Regions from separate parts of the Mus musculus genome. Here regions 1, 2 and 4 are each linked to region 3. The links are chromatin contacts, called in public Hi-C and HiChIP or PLAC-seq maps. All regions are on one chromosome and are shown on one strand. The core of a region is the stretch at or near the end of the contact, and the rest is flanking DNA. Distances in the headings are between cores, read along the strand shown.

Region 1 (2,914 bases), core at 293-2,792, 210 kb before region 3:
CTCTTTCATCTCCTGTATTTTGTTGCTGATGCTCCTATCTATGGTTCCTGATTTCTTTCCTAGGGTTTCTACCTCCAGAGTTGTCTCCCTTTGGGTTTTCTTTATTGTTTCTACGTCCATTCTTAGATCTTGGATGGTTTTGTTAAATTCCAGCACCTGTTTGGTTGTGTTTTCCTGTAATTCTTTAAGGGATTTTTGTGTTTCTTCTTTAAGGACTTTTACCTGTTTAGCAGTGTTTTTCTGTAATTCTTTACAGGATTTTTGTGCTTCCTCTTTAAGGCCTTCTACCTGTTTAGTCATGTTCTCCTGTATTTCTTTAAGTGAGTTATTAATGTCCTTCTTAAAATCCTCTACCAACATCATGAGATATTTTAAATCCGAATCTTGCTATTCAGGTGTGTTGGGGTATCCAGGACTCGCTGTGGTGGAAGTGCTGAGTTCTGATGATGGTGAGCAGTCTTGGTTTCTGTTAGTAAGATTGTTACGTTTGCCTTTTGCCATCTGGTAATCTCTGTCCTTAGTTGTTATAGCTGTCTCTGGCTGGTGCTTGTTCCTCCTGTGATTCTGTTAGCCTCTGTCAGCACTCCTGGGAGTCCACCTGTCTCCTGAGTCTCAGTTGTCAGAGTACTCTCTGCAGGCAAGTGTGCAGAGTTCTGGAGCTCAGCTCTGCCTCCTGGCTTAAGATGAAGGCCGGAAAGGGACCCTGTTCCAGAAGCTGTGTAGCTTCTCCCGCCTGCGTGATCTCCTGAGCAGACTGGTCTCTTTGAGACCCAGGATACAAGATGGTGTTCTCACCTGGTCCCACAGACAGAGCCTATTTGTTGACTTTAAGAAACATACCTCACTATCAATGCTGGAGTGAAAGAATGGAAACACGTGTTCCTAAGAAACAAGCAACTGTCACTCTCCTAATATTTGACAAGACATATTTGAAATCAAGATTAATCAGCAAAAATTAAATTTTCACTTCATAATTATTAAGAGAACAATCCACTAAGAGAGCACTACAATTTTAAACAGATAATCATCAATCACAGTTAAACTCAATTTTAGAAAATAAATATTACTGGATGTAAAGACATTAATCTCAAATGCAATAATAGAGGGTGACTTTAATAGACTATTCTCACAAATCTAGAGTTAATGTTGACCAAAAAATATAGAAACATCAGAGTTAAATAAAATCATGGACCTAACTTTCCAACTAAACTGCAGATCTAAACACATTCTTCTCAGCAGCCTATAGAATATTCTCCAAATAGACACTAGACAAAAATCAAAACATAAAATATATAAGAAAATTGAAACAATTTCTTGTATTCTATGAAATAAAAAATTCTATGGAACAAAGCTAGAAGTCAATATAAAGAGAGACTTTATGGAGACTGCCAAACATACTATTGAATAATAAATGGGTCACTGAAAAAAATCAAGATGAAAAATGTGAAAGTCTGAGATTTGCATGAAAATGAAAGCACAACATACCAAAACCTAAGTCATAATGAAAGCAGTCCTAAAAGGGAAGTTTGTGGTGAATAGTGCCGAATTAAAAGTTCAGCAGTCTCAAGTAAATAATGATGCACCATAGGTAGGGCCTTGAACAAATAAAAACAAGCCAAACTCAAAGTTAGTAGATGGAAAGATATAATTAAGATCAGGTAGAAATTGATAAAAAGGAAAAAAATTAAATACACAAAATTAATTTTAAAATTAGTTGTTTTAGATTTTCTTTTATTGGATATTTTCTTTATTTACATTTCAACTGTTATCCCCTCTCCAGGTCTCCCTTCCAGAAATCCCCTATTCCATTCCCCCTCCCCCTGCCTCTATTAGGGTATTCACCCACCCCCACACACCTACTCCTTTCTTCCTGCCTTGGCATTCCCCTACACTGAGTCATGGAACCCCCACAGGACCAAGGGCTTCTCTGCCCACTGATGTCCAAAAAGCCATCTGTCTTAGTCAGGGTTTCTATTCCTGCACAAACACCATAACCAAGAAGCAAGTTGGGGAGGAAAGGGCTTATTCAGCTTACACTTCCATCAACAAGGAAGTCAGGACTGGAACTTAAGCAGGTCAGGAAGCAGAAGCTGATGCAGAGGCCATGGAGGGATGTTCCTTACTGGCTTGCTACTCCTGCCTTGCTCAGCCTGCTCTCTTATAGAACCCAAGACTACCAGGCCAGAGATGGTCCCACCCACAAGGGGCCTTTCCCCCTTGATCACTAATTGAGGAAATGCCTTACAGTTGGATCTCATGGAAGCATTTCCTCAACTGAAGCTCCTTTCTCTGTGATAACTCCAGCTGTGTCAAGTTGACACAAAACTAGCCAGTACACCATCCTCTGCCACATACATGGCCAGAGCCAGGGTTCCTCCATGTGCACTCTTTGGTTGTTGGTCCAGTCCCAGGGAGCTCCAGGGGATCTGGCCTGTTAGTACTGTTGCTCCCTCCAAGGGGCTCCAAATCCCCTCAGATCCTTCACTCCCTTCTCCAACTCCTCCATCTGGGACCACCACCACCACCTCCCGCACGTGCTTAGCCCAATGGATGGCTGTGAGCATCATTCTCTGTATTTGCCAGGCTCTGGAAGAGCCTCTCAGGAGACAGCCATATCAGGCTTCCATCAGCAAACACTCCCAGCATCCACAATAGCATCCAAGCTTGGCAGTTATATATGGGATGGATCCCCAGGTGGGGCAGTTTCTGGATAGCCTTTCCTTCAGTCTCTGTTCCACACTTTGTCTCCATATTTCCTCTTGTGAGTATTTTGTTCACCCTTCTACTAAGTACTGAAATAGTCACACTTTGGTCTTCCTTCTTCTTAGGCTTTATATGGTCTGTGAATTGAATCTTGGGTATTCTGAACTTTTGGGCTAATACCCACTTATCAGTGAGTGGGGTTTTGCTGTTG
Region 2 (3,017 bases), core at 64-2,563, 150 kb before region 3:
GTTTGATTTTAATATTTGTATACAACTCATGTTCACCACTAAGCTCCTTGCACGATTTCTCTATTCCCCTTTTCTTTGTCCCATCTGACCTCCTCCTTCCAGACAAAAGCTGACTTCTATAATTCTTTATATGCCTTTCTATCTCCTGCTGATGTGAGATCCTTGAGGGCAGACTGTGTCTGATTCATATCCATATTCACACTTCAACACACAACAAGAACTCAGTTAAGATTTGCTGAGTTCAATCGTGCGAGACAGCATATGCATTATGGAGATGAAACTAAAGAGTAACAGTCACAAAATCTGTCACCAAGCTAGAAAATTAGATCCCTTCTCACTACTACACACTCTATAGATCTGGACCTTAAATTTCATACTAGTGATGATAGGTCTCAATACTTGGGCAGATAGGATTAATATAGAAAACTAATTATAGTTTGAAAAACTGGTTTTATGCTAAGACAATAGGTGACTCGTTTACTCTTGCTGCAGGAGTACTTTAGTAAGGCCAGGTAATCGTACATTTCTCATATAAGGCATAATTCTGCAAAATTTGGAAGTCATCCTAGTATCAAACTTCCAGATAGGTGAGGCAAAAACTACCACCACCAAAACCAAGCAAGTTCATACATGTCAGTAAATACAACTTTAAGACATTTCTCCAAAGAAACAGAATGCCGCTACTAACCCTTGTCCAATCTTCTCGAACCGTGTGTACTTCTTCTTAGGATCACCCACACTCACTATGCTCCCTTTGAAAGAAACAGAGACCATGAATCATTTTGTTCCAGCTCAAGATACACACAAGATCCCATGATCCTCTTAACTCCCTAAGTTGATAAATTTTTGTGTCCAGTTCCCCAAAAGCATACCAGCCAGGCAATTAACTTTTCCCCAATAAATCCCAACCAAAAGTATTATATCCTTGACTGTGTTCTTTTTAATAGTAATTTATTCCACTTCTAAACTTCTAAGAGCTAATCATTTTTAAATTAATTCGTTAACATTTATTCATTTATTACATACCAGACTATATGCTGAGTGCTACAGATAAAGAGAAAGATGAGGCACATTAAGACAGTCACTACTCTCAAGAGGCTGAATCTATGGAAAAGACAAGCAAACGGAAGGTGCTATAAAAATACAGTGATTGCTGTAGTGAGTGCTGACGGGATAGGGAAGAGACCGGAAAGGCTTCAGAAAGGCACTGTCTGAGCTGACTTTTATTGTAAGTACAAGTCAGCCAAGAGAGCTCTTAAGCAGGGGATACTTTAAATAAAAAACAGAGAAGCATGAGAGGCCACAGGTCTCACAGCAGTATTCTAGAGGCGGGGAACTAAAACCCACAGAAGAAAGATACTTCTCCAAACTCATCTATCAACTGGTGCCAGAGTCCAGTTCTAAATCTCTCAGCCCTACTAGCTTTTCCACTGATACCCCAACCACTAGGATTTGGTACTTCTCACGTATGTTATTATATCCTTTAATTTAAAACAAATCAAATGTAAATATCACTATTTAAAAGGTATGAAGAGGAAAGGAGACTCAAAGAACAGAGGAAATTGTCCAGGCCAGAATATTCTTACAATGCATTGTATTACTATTTAGGGAAAAAATTTGGTTTAGAGGACAGGAGTGCATGTGATTACACAGATGCCTAAGAGTGGTTTACTTCCTCATATGAGGGCCCTAGCAAAAACAATTCCTTTTTGTTTTTTTGTTTTTGTTTTTGTTTTTTTGTTTTTTTTGAGATAGGGTTTCTGTATATAGCTCTGGCTATCCTGGAACTCACTTTGTAGGCCAGGCTGGCCTCGAACTCAGAAATCCGCCTGCCTCTGCCTCCTGAGTGCTGGGATTAAAGGCATGAGCCACCACGCCTGGCTACAAAAACAATTCTTAAAGACAATAAATTAAACAAACAAACAAACAAAAAAGTTAAACAAGAATTATTAGCAAGAAATAGGAAACCACTAAACTAAAGAACCACAAACCTCAGCTTTAGAAAGCAATGTGAGCATACAAACTTAATCAAGCCAGTCACATCAAATCCTTTTTCAATGGTCTCCTAAGCCAATAAATAAATACATACATACATACATACATACATACATACATACATAAATACATAAATACATAAATAAAATAAAATAAAATAAAATAAAATAAAATAGAAAATAAAAATCGACCTAGGCTGGGCAGTGGTGGCGCACACCTTTAATCCCAGCACTTGGGAGGCAGAGGCAGGTGGATTTCTGAGTTCGAGGCCAGCCTAGTTTACAGAGTGAGTTCCAGGACAGCCAGGGCTACACAGAGAAACCCTGTCTCAAAGAAAAATGAAAATAAAAAAATCAACCTATACCTACTGCAATAGGCAATATGTTCTTTTTACAAAACACATCTTGATCTAACCTTAGCTGTGCCACTTTGCAGCTCTATGATCTGGACCAGGATATAGATTCTTTGGGTCTAAAAAAAAAACCTTAACTGCATAAATGAGGATTACCTGAGTATCTTCAGAGAGCAACTACAATAAAATTTAAAAATTCAAGAAACTATCTTGCTTGTCATTTGTCACACAGAACAGGATGATAAAACATTGGTCTCCCTTCCCGTCTTTTTCTACAACCATGATGGCAGGCAGAGCTGTCTTCTCCTAGGTCAGGGTTAGAAAGCATCAACAAGAGCACCCTTTTCCACCAGACACAGTCAATACCTCAATCTTTCTCCATACAATACTCTAGACTACTCTCAAAATAAAAGCCTTTAGCTATGCCCATAACCCTCAAAGTGAGCTGCCCACATTCTCTCTTATTATGTCTCTACCCTAAGGTAATGCACACCCAGAGCTGGTGAAACAATGAAGGGGTGAAAGGTCAGATGATGAGTAAGCAGTACAGCCCATAGTTCAGGTATTAAACAGAGCCAGCCAGGCACATGGCTTAAACCTAGGATCTAGATTTTTTTTTTAAAGATTTATTTATGTATTTTATGTGGGTACACTGTTGCAGTCTTCAGAC
Region 3 (2,947 bases), core at 97-2,596:
CTGTGGCCCTGGCCCTGGTATGCCATGGTTGGAAGTCACAAAGACCATCTAGGAGGAAGGTCGCCTCAGAAAGTGACTTCCAGAACTATTTTAATATTCCCTTTTTCCCCCCTTCCCTTTTGCTCCGGCCCCGCTCGCACTGGACCATAGGTTTTTTATTTGTTTTTCATTAAGGATGGTTGTGAGCCACCATGTGGTTGCTGGGATTTGAACTCACGACCTCCGGAAAAGCAGTCAGTGTTCTTAACCGCTGAGCCATCTCACCAGCACCTATTTTAATATTCTTATTTGGGATATCTATAAGGCAAACTTCACAATAGATGTTAACTGTGCTGGAATACTTGACTCTCAGCTGGTGCAAGACTTCAGCTCCAGGCTAGCTTCCTTTCCATGGCCCCTCAAACTCCCTTCTTTCCATCCTGCCTCAGGTTGTCCCAGGATTCTGGGAAGCCAACCAATCCAAGGGTTTCCTTCCCACACTGGATGCCAATGAGAACAAGCAAACAATGTTTTCTTAGTATTTTAATATCTCATGATGAAGATAACATAAACATTATAAACTTTGAGGACTTCATGCCTAAACCACCACCTGCAGGCAAGGTGCTTCCAGCAGGTAAAGGTGCCCAATTGAGGACTTGAGTTTGATCCCTGGGACCCACCTTGTGGAACACATGAGATTGGGCACAGCGACCCCCGTATGTATGTATGTATGTATGTATGTATGTATGTATATACATACATATATATATATGTGTGTGTGTGTGTGTGTATGCACATATATAAACATAAATAAGACAATTAGATAATTAAGCAAATGCATTCGATAAAAAATAAAACACAACATCCAAAGTTTGGAAATAGTGGCGATAGCTAGATAAAGTGTGAATATAATTAACGTCAATTTTACACATAAATGGATATATATATTTTCCCCCACACTTACGAAAAAAGTTCGAGTGTGGGTGAAGAAAACCAAAGCTCTAACACCTTGTCAAACCAGTCAAACCTCGGTTCTCACGCCCACTCCCAGTTGACCACAGCTCCTTCCCTGAGGGTCACCTCCTCGCTCCTCAACCTCAGTCTCTCCATTAGTAAAAACGGGGTGGCTGCAAAGATGACCTCTGGGGCTCCGTGGAGTACAGTTTCCGGAGTGTGCAAAGATCAAGGCAGAGTTCCCAAGCCACGCTCCGATCGCCACATGCTCTAGCACCAGCGTGGTGCGGTCTTAGGCTCGGGGTCCGGCGCTGAGAGCCCAGAGCTCGGGCGCCACGCGCGTGCGCAGTGGTCTCGGGGCCCTGGCCCTGTGCTGAGGGAGGCGGCGGAAGGCGGGTGCGCGTGGGGCTCTACAGACCGTTGTCCCCTCCGCCAGTGCCCAGGGACAGCTCCCTCGCCGCCTCCTTTCCCCCGCCCTCCCCCCCTCCCCGGCTCAGGTCACATCTGCACAGCGCAGCCGGGGAGGGGAGGAGCCCTCCAGCGCGGAACCCGGGCTCTCCACTCGGCCCGCCCCTGAGGGGCGTGGGAGGGCGGGGCGGCGGACTTCGGACTCCAGCCCCCGACGCTCCTCTGTCCCTGCCGCCCTCAGCCATCCCCAGCGGTGAGGGAGCCATGTCCGCGCTACTGGGGCTCCGGCCCGAGGTGCAGGACACCTGCATCTCGCTGGGGCTAATGCTGCTGTTCGTGCTGTTCGTGGGGCTGGCCCGCGTGATCGCCCGGCAACAGCTACACAGGCCCGTGGTCCACGCCTTCGTCCTGGAGTTTCTAGCTACCTTCCAGCTCTGCTGCTGCACCCACGAGCTCCAAGTGCTGAGCGAGCAGGACTCTGCGCACCCCACCTGGACTCTGACACTGATCTACTTCTTTTCCTTGGTGCATGGCCTGACCCTGGTGGGCACAGCTAGCAACCCGTGCGGCGTGATGATGCAGATGATTCTGGGGGGTATGTCCCCCGAAATGGGTGCCGTGAGGTTGTTGGCTCAGCTGGTTAGCGCCCTGTGCAGCAGGTACTGCATAAGCGCCCTGTGGAGCCTGAGTCTGACCAAGTACCATTACGACGAAAGGATCTTAGCTTGCAGGAATCCCATCCACACCGACATGTCCAAAGCGATCATCATAGAGGCCATCTGCTCCTTTATTTTCCACAGCGCTCTACTGCACTTCCAGGAGGTCCGAACCAAGCTTCGCATCCACCTGCTGGCTGCACTCATCACCTTTTTGGCCTATGCAGGTTTGTTATTCCTACCAAACACTTGGCAGTCCGGAGCCTCTATGACCAGAGGTTCTAAGTTCTTTACCGATACATTTGAGCACCCCCTGCACCCTACCCTGGGCCACTTATTATTCTAACCACCTTGCAGCCTAGCAGTTGGAGCCAACATACAGATCTTCATTCATTGCTGTTTTGAACACCCAGAGAAAGCAGACACTCCGGTGCCGAAACTAAGATCGTGGCAGATTACTGCCAAAGGCTTAAATAGCCCACAAAGGGATTGTTTTAATGTTAGAAAGGCAGCTTATCAGTTACGGCTCTCATGCCAAGGTGGTATAGATTGCTTCTGACACTCTTACTGAGAAACGATCCGGTCAAAAAGTTCCTTCGAGCTTAAAGTGCACGATAGGTCAGTAGTTGACCGCGAGGAGAAGCAGTTCTGTAGCTGCATTCACGTCCTACTTTTTTCCTACAAATTACTTGTCATATTCCTTATGTGGAGTTGCACGTGGACTTTTAAGTAGACTCCCATGAAAGGTGTGTTTCAAGTTTAAACTGTTCTTGTTTTGTTTTTACGAGACAGGGTTTCTCTGTGTATCCCTGGCTGTCCTGAAACTCACTTTGTAGACCAGGCTGGCCTCGAACTCAGAAATCCACCTGCCTCTGCCTCTCAAGTGCTGGGATTAAAGGCGTTTGCCACCACAGTCCGGCTCAAGTTTAAAATGTTTTTAAAGATGCTCT
Region 4 (3,004 bases), core at 415-2,914, 200 kb after region 3:
GTCTGTGAGATCCTGTATTAAGAGGTGAGGTGAGGAGTGGAGAGGAGGAGAGGGACAAAGCCCCAGAGCCCCGAAGCTTTCTCAGTGAAGCTGCATTAAAAATAGACAACCCGGTTGGGCCTGGTGGCAAATGTCTTTAATCCCTCCACCTGGGAGGCAGAAGCAGGCAGATTTCTGTGAGTTTGAGGCCAGGCCAGGTCAGGCCAAGCCAGGCTGAGCTACATAGAAAGTTCCAGGGAAGTCAGGGCAATAGAGAAAGCCTCTGTCTGAACCCATTAAAAGCTAAAACAAACTTTAAAAAAATGCAAAAACACACACACACAAAAAAAAAAACCAAAGAAAATCCATAATTTTAAGGGAGAATAAAGCCTCCATGAAGTCTCTAAGGCACGCTGACAGTTGCAGGTTTTCACCTCTGTCTGATGTTCCGAGTAAGGAAGCTGGACTTTGAAAGTGCTACAGATGTCTCATGACAGGGCAGAAAGCATCCCCATTACACCCCATGCAGGCAAGTGTTTGCCTGGAAGGCAGTAGAGATGTTTTAGAGTAAATTCTTTTCGGGATAGTTTAGCAGATGACCTGTAAATCCACCTGCGATTGTTTACACAACAAAACAAGTGTCCATCAGACTAAGACCTCTGAGCTCAGTCTCAGGATTCTGACTTAACTGGTATAGGCCGGATGAGGACTGGTCATCAGTTTCTAAGCAACTACAAGTACAGCTAGGGTGGCTAACCTTAAAACACAAAGAAGCACTGCAGTTACAGCTTTCTACTCGCTCAGAAGTTCTGTGGGTATGATCTGTGACGTACCCACACCCATTGCAGGATATTTGATCACACTGTGAACCTGAGATTGTGTTATTTACTGAAATTACTTATTTCTAATTGTGGTGTGGCTCAGTCTTAGCACACACCTTTAAGCCCTCTGGCTGGAATACAGACGTGCCCTTAGTACACACACTGAATCCCAAGAAATGAAGGTCAAGTTAGTTTGTAGAGGAAGCACCGCGTTTGAAGTGATGTCTGATTGAGAGGCAGACAAAGTGACAAATCAGAGAATGGTGTGACAGAATAGGATGTGCCCAACTCTCAGGAGAACAGAGAGAAAACAGGCAACACAGGAGCGAGCAGTGCAGAGGGAGAGCAAAGAGGCAGACTTACCAGGAGACCTTTACAGAGACAGCTGCAGAGAGAGAACAAGCTAGACACAGGGGAAGACAGACAAGCCAGAGAAAGAGGAGGAGCCAGAAGATTACAACAGACTGCTAGAGTCTGAGGCCAAGCAGAGCAGTTCAGTCAGAGGCCAAGAGAGAAATGAGTCAGTTAGTGTGGAGAGTTTTGAGCCATTACAGCTGAGCTGAACTAGCCAGCCAGAGTTCAGAAAGAACAAGGAAAGGTGAGTTTATTCAGCACTAAGTCTCAGAGGGTGAAAACACTCTAGGTCTAGCCGAGATTGCAGGGAGGCTAGAAGCTTCCAGGACAATGACATCTGATGAATAACTTGCTCTTACCCTCTCCTCCCGGAAGCCTGCTGGGCCTGCTGCAGGCGTCATCTCACATCTGATTACTTGTCCTGCCAGCACTCACAATCCTTTCCTCATTCCTACCTCCTCAAAGTTCTCAAAGTACCTCCTTCCGCAATTCCCTTTTGCTCTTGTACATTGTTTCAGGCTGTACCACCTGCTGGGACCTCCACAGAGCCTTCCTGTCTTTGACCTACAGTGTGCCTAACTGTGTGCTGAAGCACTGACCTTCATAGCCTCCCCACAGCTCCAGCACTTAGTGTGTACACTAAAGAAAGCACACAATGCATGAATGGATGGTAGGAAAGAGAGAGGGGTGGCTGGAATCGCAGGGCTCACTTGCAGTCTTCATCGCATCTCTCATGTGAGGATAGCTTATCATCTATCTAATCTTGGAAAAATGCATCCTAATAATCATTTCTGCCCATCTATGAATTTTGTTTGCCACCTGATTAACAAATAGAACTTGTTCATTACATTTTGATGAATTCAATTTGTGTGTGTGTAAAAAGGATTAGATCTAAAGTCTACATTATACAAACAGAGAGGGACCTGTCACTTAGTAACAATGTCAGTGTGAACACCTTACAGGAGCCCAAACCTCACACACCTGAACCTTGACAGTGTTCTGGGGGTCTTGCACATGTTCCAGGGTTGCATCCACATCCAAGGCTACCACCAACCCAGATGTAAACCGCAAAGGATTGTCTGACTCTCCTGCCGGCTCAATAATGGTGGCTGAGGCTTTGTGTATCTGAAAGCAACAAGAAAATATGCTCATTCTTAGGCTGGTGAGCGAGCTCAGCAGCAGAGGCCCCCCGCTACCCAGGCTGATAACCAGAGTTTGACCCTTAGGGGTCAGGGAGCCACGCATGTGCTGTGCCCCACCCATTAATACATGTAATTAAAAACAATCGGAGGAAGACCTAGCTCACTTGCTACCCTGATCAAAGAAGCTCACTAACGTAAATGGTTTTAAGAATCTGGATAGGGGCTGGAGAGATGGTTCAGCGGGTAAGAGTACTGACTGCTCTTCTGAAGGTTCTGAGTTCAAATCCCAGTCACCACATGGTGGCTCACAACCACCCATAATGAGATGACACCCTTTTCCGGTATGCCTGAAGATGGCTACAGTGTACTTATTTATAATAATAATCAATCTTTGGGCCGGAGTGAGCAGGTACTGATTGAGCAAGGCTGACTGGAGCGAGGCAGAGGTCCTAAATTTCAATTCCCAACAACCACATGAAGGCTCACAACCATCTGTACAGCTACAGTGTACTCACAAACATAAAATAAAGAAATCTTTTAAAAAAAAAAAAAGAATCTGGACAGATTTTGCAGAGGGGCACACGGACTCTGACCTGCTCTGGAAGCGGAAGATGTAAGAAGGTGCTCTGCCGCAGCATTGTCTGCAGAATTTTGATCACTTCAACAGGTTTAGATGCCATGAGTCGGGGCATAAGATCAAGGAGTTTG

The links. Hi-C and Micro-C count contacts between places; a contact is called where the count stands out from the background. HiChIP or PLAC-seq counts read pairs in DNA pulled down with a chosen protein or histone mark.
Region 1: a contact with region 3 is called in a Hi-C map of bone marrow-derived macrophages, with 21 read pairs. The contact joins the enhancer-like site here to the promoter of Aqp11 in region 3. A contact is called at or near these places in 3 of 39 promoter capture datasets (cranial neural crest, embryonic stem cells and maxillary cranial neural crest), 1 of 484 Hi-C or Micro-C datasets (bone marrow-derived macrophages), 9 of 115 datasets of contacts at active chromatin or transcription factors (the 230-238 cell line, the 3134 cell line, bone marrow-derived macrophages and 4 more) and 2 of 9 other capture datasets (adipose tissue and liver).
Region 2: an H3K27ac HiChIP or PLAC-seq map of microglia shows a contact between it and region 3, with 4 times the contacts expected there. The contact joins the enhancer-like site here to the promoter of Aqp11 in region 3. A contact is called at or near these places in 8 of 39 promoter capture datasets (the 3T3-L1 cell line, embryonic stem cells, hippocampal neurons and 3 more), 4 of 15 datasets of contacts at CTCF or cohesin (CD8 T cells, the NIH/3T3 cell line and embryonic stem cells), 11 of 484 Hi-C or Micro-C datasets (the C2C12 cell line, the HPC-7 cell line, bone marrow-derived macrophages and 4 more), 16 of 115 datasets of contacts at active chromatin or transcription factors (the HPC-7 cell line, the SCID.adh cell line, bone marrow-derived macrophages and 6 more) and 4 of 9 other capture datasets (adipose tissue, embryonic stem cells, liver and 1 more).
Region 4: an H3K27ac HiChIP or PLAC-seq map of embryonic stem cells shows a contact between it and region 3, with 5 read pairs. The contact joins the enhancer-like site here to the promoter of Aqp11 in region 3. A contact is called at or near these places in 4 of 39 promoter capture datasets (the C10 cell line, cranial neural crest, embryonic stem cells and 1 more), 1 of 484 Hi-C or Micro-C datasets (embryonic stem cells), 3 of 115 datasets of contacts at active chromatin or transcription factors (all in embryonic stem cells) and 4 of 9 other capture datasets (adipose tissue, embryonic stem cells, liver and 1 more).

The regions. Positions count from the first base shown.
Region 1 is chr7:97,943,284-97,946,197 of GRCm38.p6, reverse strand. All of the region lies in intron 1 of Gdpd4 (glycerophosphodiester phosphodiesterase domain containing 4), which reads right to left. Among named protein-coding and RNA genes, the nearest start is that of Gdpd4, 25 kb to the right of the region's middle. Within about 2 kb of position 1,542, at least 5 of the 459 cell types and tissues checked have an H3K27ac peak or open chromatin away from gene starts, as enhancers often do. A contact at or near this core is called in bone marrow-derived macrophages, where this site is marked.
Region 2 is chr7:97,886,692-97,889,708 of GRCm38.p6, reverse strand. It overlaps Pak1 (p21 (RAC1) activated kinase 1), which reads right to left. Exons shown (of 15, transcript NM_011035.2): 8 at 689-752. Among named protein-coding and RNA genes, the nearest start is that of Gdpd4, 32 kb to the left of the region's middle. Within about 2 kb of position 1,313, at least 2 of the 459 cell types and tissues checked have an H3K27ac peak or open chromatin away from gene starts, as enhancers often do. A contact at or near this core is called in microglia, where this site is marked.
Region 3 is chr7:97,736,646-97,739,592 of GRCm38.p6, reverse strand. Aqp11 (aquaporin 11) reads left to right here and starts at 1,346. Exons shown (of 3, transcript NM_175105.3): 1 at 1,346-2,224. The coding sequence starts at 1,606.
Region 4 is chr7:97,534,416-97,537,419 of GRCm38.p6, reverse strand. Ints4 (integrator complex subunit 4) reads right to left here. Exons shown (of 23, transcript NM_027256.2): 20 at 2,890-3,004; 21 at 2,136-2,279. Among named protein-coding and RNA genes, the nearest start is that of Aamdc, 44 kb to the left of the region's middle. Within about 2 kb of position 1,664, at least 17 of the 459 cell types and tissues checked have an H3K27ac peak or open chromatin away from gene starts, as enhancers often do. A contact at or near this core is called in embryonic stem cells, where this site is marked.